Regions from separate parts of the Mus musculus genome. Here region 1 is linked to region 2. A link is a contact called in public HiChIP or PLAC-seq data. All regions are on one chromosome and are shown on one strand. Each heading gives the region's core, a stretch centred on a gene start, on an enhancer-like site or on the middle of the called end of the contact. The rest is flanking DNA. Distances are from core to core; before and after follow the strand shown.

Region 1 (2,959 bases), core at 438-2,937, 2.2 Mb before region 2:
GTTTTGGACAATCTGATCACCCAGAGTTATTCTGTCCTTCCTTTCAGATGTCAGGGTCAGTCTTTCTCACCCCAGGGCTCAGTTGGGGACCATTCCTCCCAGCCAAAAAGATGGCGTACAGGAGTGTTAGAAGGAACCCCTGTTAGGCTACACCCCAGAGGTAATCTCAATCACTCCTCTTCCCTATCCCACAGGCCCTGTTCAGAGTCCTGACAGCAGAGACCTTTGCATTAAACACCCGAAGGGAGAAAAATCAGCAACCCAGCAATCTCACTAGCGTGATTTGGCGGGACTAAAGGGAAGGTGTCTTGCTTGGAGCATGGGCAAAAGCAATAGCGTCATTATTGTCTTTACCAGCCCGTCACTGTGAGTGAATGTGAGACACACCCTCCCTCCCAAGGCCAGTGATTGCGCCAGAGCCCTCTCGCGCCAGAGAGCGGGTGACGCTGCAGCTGACTGCTAGCAGGGCAGGGGCGGGGTTTGTGGGGGGGCGGGGGGCGCAAGAGGTGAAAGGAAGTGTGCGTGTTCTTTTCAGGGGAGGGAGAGAACTCTACCCCAGGCCCCAGCAACAAGGGCGGGGGACACCCTGTCCCTGCTGATGCTTATTAGCGCGCGCCTCTTGCTCAGGCACTCCGGGCTTCCCTGCGTCATCCGCATCCAGGGCGCCCGCCGCGACGCTGCCATTCATTTCTCCCACACTGCCAGCTAGAGCAAGCCTCCCAGGCTGAGGGAACCGCGTGGAGCGACTGGCGCTTTGAGTCTGGATTTTGGCGCCAACAGCGGTCCTAGGGTTTGTGGGGAGTCTATTCTGGCGCGCGCTGCGGTTGCAGTGTTTAAGATCCTTCCCCTGAAAGGCCGCAACGCAGTCTCGGGGGACAGACCCAGTGGTACTCATACAGGGACCAGGTATGCAGACAGATACAGAAATTCAAAACTAGCACACAGAGACCAAGATCAGATACACAGAGGTAGACTGACAGATGCTCAGACAGTCGAATACAAATTGGCCAACTGATGGAGACCTACGCGCAACCAGGATACAGGAACGCGCCAAGCACGGTGGCACCACCCCCAGGCCCGAGCTCTTCCCGCGCTCCAGTCGGATGGTTCCTTCCCCTCTCTCTACGCGTAGTTGGCCCTTTCCCGGTCGCGTTTCAGAGCCCAGGGCTGTGTTCACAGCCAGCCTGGCCGTCGCCTTCTGGGGCCCCGCCGCGCCCCCAGCTTTTGGCGCTCAGTTCTCTGTTGCTCTCCCCTAACCGCGGGTGCCGTCACTCCCCTTCTCCCCTAAGCACTCGGCTAGCCGCTCCCGCCTAGCTGTCGCCTGCACCGGCCGCTGCGGTTCCCCCGGGCCCACGTGGCGGCCATTCCCGGCCACCTCGCGGGAACCTCCCACGGCCGCGCGTTCCACTCCAGGGATCACCGGACTCCCTCGAACCGCTGGGCCCCGCCTCTTTCCGCTGGCCGGTTCCCGCCCCGCCTCCACCGCGCCCCGCCCGCCGTTCTCTGCCGCAGTCGGGCGCTCATCGTCATTCCGCTCTCGCCGCCGCCGCCGCCCCCGCCCCGCCCCCGCCCGGTCCCCGCCGCTGCCGCCGCCGCCTGCCCAGCGGCCCGGGAGGCGGAGGCGCGGGGGAGGAGGCCCCGCTCGGCTCCGCAGTCCCGGATGCTGTATGACTTCATCCTTCCGCCGGCTCCCCTGCTGAGCTAGGGCCGGTCCGGCAGCTAGCCTCTGCCCGTGCCCCGCCGCAGTCCCTAGCCCGCCCGGTGCCCGCCATGTCCGAGATCCTACCCTACGGTGAGGACAAGATGGGCCGCTTCGGCGCAGACCCCGAAGGTTCCGACCTCTCTTTCAGCTGCCGCCTGCAGGACACCAACTCCTTCTTCGCTGGCAACCAGGCCAAGCGGCCCCCCAAGCTGGGCCAGATCGGCCGAGCCAAGAGAGGTACGCGGCCCGGGCCCGGAGTCGCCGCCTGACCCAGAAACCCTTCGCCTGGCGTCCCCAGGCTGCCGTTCCCCGTCAAGTGGCAGCTGCTCTTGCCGCAGACCAGCGCAGCCAGCTGCGTACCCGCCCGGGGTGGGGAGGGTCCCTGCTGTGGAGTTGTCCCATTCTTTCCCTCTCCCGGGAATACTGTGTCCCGGATTCGAAGCTCTCCACTTCTGGAAAAAGAGCCCCGGCTCCTGGTCAAGGGGGAGGGGCCGCTTAGGGTATTTGGGGCTGCTTGGCACTGGGAACACAAGGTGGTGGGCCAATTCCTTGGGCTGAGATGAGTAGGTGGATGTTACTGGAGGGCACCGAGGCCAGGGGTTCGGTCGTCTTGATTGTTTGTATTGGGAGGGGACTCAGGAAGGCACTATCAAAACAGGGATTCAGGTAGAGGAAAGGGTTACACCAGGTGACAGTTTCATCTGAGCTCAGTTCGAGGAGGGGGTTGTGTCGAAGGCAGAGGTTTCTGGTCGGCTTAGATGGAGGAAGGCTCAGGTGACGGGAGGGTTCGCATTGGGAGTCTTCGGAAGAGGGGTGTTCCCACATAGGGAGGTTTGGGTGCCAGGCTTGGTAGCAGGTAGGGTCCGCGGGAGAGTTCGGGTAGGGAGGGCATAGGGTTTTGAGCCGTGTCGCGGAAACACAGGCAGTAGAGTAGATCTGCGCGGGGCTTGAGGACACCGGCCCCACTGTCGCCGCCGCCCCCCGAGACCGCGCGGCTGATGCGCTTTCTCCCTGCGCAGTGGTGATCGAGGATGACCGGATAGACGACGTGCTGAAGGGGATGGGGGAGAAGCCTCCGTCCGGAGTGTAGACGCGCCGGCTCTGGCGGCGGGCTCCGGGCCCAGCCCCGCAGCGGCCAGGAGCACGGGCCGGCGATGCGGCTGCCGGCGCACCCCCGCCCGGGGCCGAGGTGCCTACGGGCGGGGGCTGCAGGGCCACGCCGCCACGGGGTCAGTGTTGCTACCGCCGCTGCCAGGC
Region 2 (2,755 bases), core at 103-2,602:
CCTGAAGAGCCAGAGACCTGGGAGTTAGCAAAGCTACTGAAAGAGCACCCGTCAATCCCTGAGGTCTGTCCCCTAGGTTCCCACCTCACATGTAGTGACTGCTTCCTGGTACTCTCCCAGGTTAGCTTCTGCCACTGAGCCACAAGGCCTCTGCCAACTTCCACTTGCAGTCGGTCTACCTGCCTTGGCCCTGTAGACCAAGGGCCAGCCATTGTACCTTTCATAGCACTGCCTCTGTGAAGAACCCTGGCCTGCCCTTGCTCCTCTCCCTCTATGCTCGCTCCCTGTGGACAGAATTGAGTTCTGTCACTCACATTCAGGGGGCAGTATTAAGGGTGGTCACCATGAAAAGACATAATGGAGACCACTCATGAAACTGATCATACCACTGGGAAACTCTGGGGGAACTTGGCCTATTGGGGGTAGTGGACCCATGTTGAGAGGTACCCAGTTTCCCCCTTTGAAATTAATTACTATCCTGATTTCAGCAATAACGCTTCCTGGTGCAAACAAGTTGTTTCTTCCCCTTCTCAAGAGCCCTGACAAGCACTGGGGCTTGGTTCCACAAACTTTCTAGTGTCTTCTCACTCCCCAAACACTAGGCAGGTCATGAAGGTGCATTTGGAAGCTGAGGAAGGAAGGGCCAACACCTCAAGGCTAACTCTAGCTGCACTGCCAACTGACCATCACTCAAAAAATCAAAATCAAGCCCAAAACAACAAACCAAGGTAGTTCATGACTGTAACCCCAGAAGGCCACGGTCGGTGGCAACTACCTAAGCAGTCTGTGGCCAGCTTGGCTACATGGGGGTGGGATTACGGACAAAAACAAAAAGAAAAAACTAGAACAATAAAAAGAGTTGCTGCACCTAGGAAGTTGTGTGCCAATGGGGTACCTGTGACCATCAGAGCCCTTGACATCATCCCATCACAGCCCTGACATCAGGGCTACGATTAATATTGGGGACACAAATCCCAGAAGACTGGGCTTGCTGCCACCACAGGAGGGCCTCAGGCAAGGCACCGCCAACGTTTTAGACACCTGGGGAAAAAGCAGCCCTGCTAGAAGCAGGTCCCCTCCTAATCAGAACCCTGGCCTGTGTGGGCACGCCCACGCGGACACGTTCCAGGACAGCCCCGCCACCGCGACCCCCTGTGGACACTCGCACAGGCACCCTCTCCGCGTGCACCGCCCACGACCCCACCCTACCTCCCGCTGCACTCGCCGCGCCCCTTGTCCCGCGTGTCAGAGCCCGTGTCCGCGGCCGGAAGCGCCTGCTGGGTCCACGCAGCGCCGCCACCATCGCCGCCACCATCGCCGCCATGGTCCGGGGACCTCAGGCGGTCAGGGCTGCCCTTCGCACTGCCTGAGCGTCCGCGCCTCGGGGTCAGACCTGTGCGCGGCCTTGACGAGGTGAGTGGTGCCCGCCCGGAGCTCGGACTCGGGATCAGAATCTGCATGCACCGAACTGGGACTAGGGTGAAGGGCCCGTACGTGGGAACTGGTTCTGACCTAGGAGAGCGCAAGCCGGCGCTGGGGAATGGGGACACATGTGAAGGGGGTCTGATCTTGGCTGGGGGGTCGCTGAAGGGAGGCAGGTGACCGAACTTGAGTATCAGTGCTGTGGTGGAAGATATGTCCTTCGGTGGGGCTGTGGAGTTGGGCTTAACCTGGATAGAATGTAGCACATCCAGGGCCTGGCCCATTATAAGAGGGTCCGACTTACTTAGTTGTTGGATTGGGATGCAAACCTTAGGGTCAAAGTTACAGGGCTCAGGGATGGTCAGTAGAGTTGGAAGCTGTTGAACAGGGGTTCTTGAGAGAGGCCTTAGGGTGCCCCCGGGTCACTCCTTGCAAAAGAAGTGCTACCCACCCCCACCCCCCCACTCCCAAAGGGACCCCTTGGAGCTCAGGAGCACTAGGGCAGGAGCACTACGGCAGGCTTTGGGTGTGTGCTAAAAAGAGAAAGTCTTCCAGCCAGGGACTTTTGGGGTCCTTGCTGGCCCTCCAAGCCTTGGGAGAACAGTGGGAGCTGCCACGACTTGTGGGAGCTTGTGGTGGGGTAGGGCCCTAGAGGACATCTTGTCACAGAGAAACAGCATCGCCCTAATAATTGGGACAGATTTTACCTAGGAGCTGTAGGGGACCGGCTGAGTCATCTCCATTTGAGCAGAGGTGACAAGTGGGTGTCTTCTGGGGAACAAAGGAGCACAGAATCCATGAAGGGAAGGGAAGAGAAGGGAAGGGTGCTTTATACAGGCTCTTCGTGGCTTTGCTGCTGGGCTAATTCCCATGATCCCACAGAAGCTACAGAGCTGCAGACACTTTGGGGTCTAAAGTTGCTCTAGGGATGCACCCGTGAGCTGTCAGAGATGAAGCTAAAGTTTATATTTTTAAAAGGAGCTTGGCTAAATGTGGCTAAGCCTCCAGTGTGTGCACCCAGTAGAGGATCCTTTTCCAGGAAGGGAGACGTCCTTCCTATTGAACAGAAGTCCATTTTCTGTTCCATGTGAGGGTCATTCTTAAGAAGACAATAGAAAAGTTGGTGTTAGCCACAAATCAGTCTTTTTTTTTTTTTTTTTTTTTTTTTTTTTGGTTTTTCGGGACAGGGTTTCTCTGTGTAGCCCTGGCTTCTTAGAACTCACTTTGTAGACCGGGCTGACCTTGAACTCAGAAATCTGCCTGCCTCCCAAGTGCTGGGATCAAAGGTGTGAGCCACCACCGACCGGCAACAAATCAGTCTTTGCACATTTCT

What was found. HiChIP or PLAC-seq counts read pairs in DNA pulled down with a chosen protein or histone mark.
Region 1: a contact with region 2 is called in an H3K4me3 HiChIP or PLAC-seq map of pro-B cells, with 8 times the contacts expected there. The contact joins the promoter of Camk2n2 here to the promoter of Txnrd2 in region 2. A contact is called at or near these places in 2 of 39 promoter capture datasets (hippocampal neurons and liver), 1 of 484 Hi-C or Micro-C datasets (B cells) and 2 of 115 datasets of contacts at active chromatin or transcription factors (large pre-B cells and pro-B cells).

What each region holds. Positions count from the first base shown.
Region 1 is chr16:20,620,006-20,622,964 of GRCm38.p6, reverse strand. It overlaps Camk2n2 (calcium/calmodulin-dependent protein kinase II inhibitor 2), which reads left to right and starts at 1,687. Exons shown (of 2, transcript NM_028420.2): 1 at 1,687-1,939; 2 at 2,722-2,959. The coding sequence starts at 1,771. The coding sequence ends at 2,792. All of the region lies in intron 2 of Eef1akmt4-ece2 (Eef1akmt4-Ece2 readthrough), which reads right to left.
Region 2 is chr16:18,425,014-18,427,768 of GRCm38.p6, reverse strand. It overlaps Txnrd2 (thioredoxin reductase 2), which reads right to left and starts at 1,352. Exons shown (of 18, transcript NM_013711.3): 1 at 1,210-1,352. The coding sequence starts at 1,324. Comt (catechol-O-methyltransferase) reads left to right here and starts at 1,053. Exons shown (of 6, transcript NM_001111062.1): 1 at 1,053-1,413.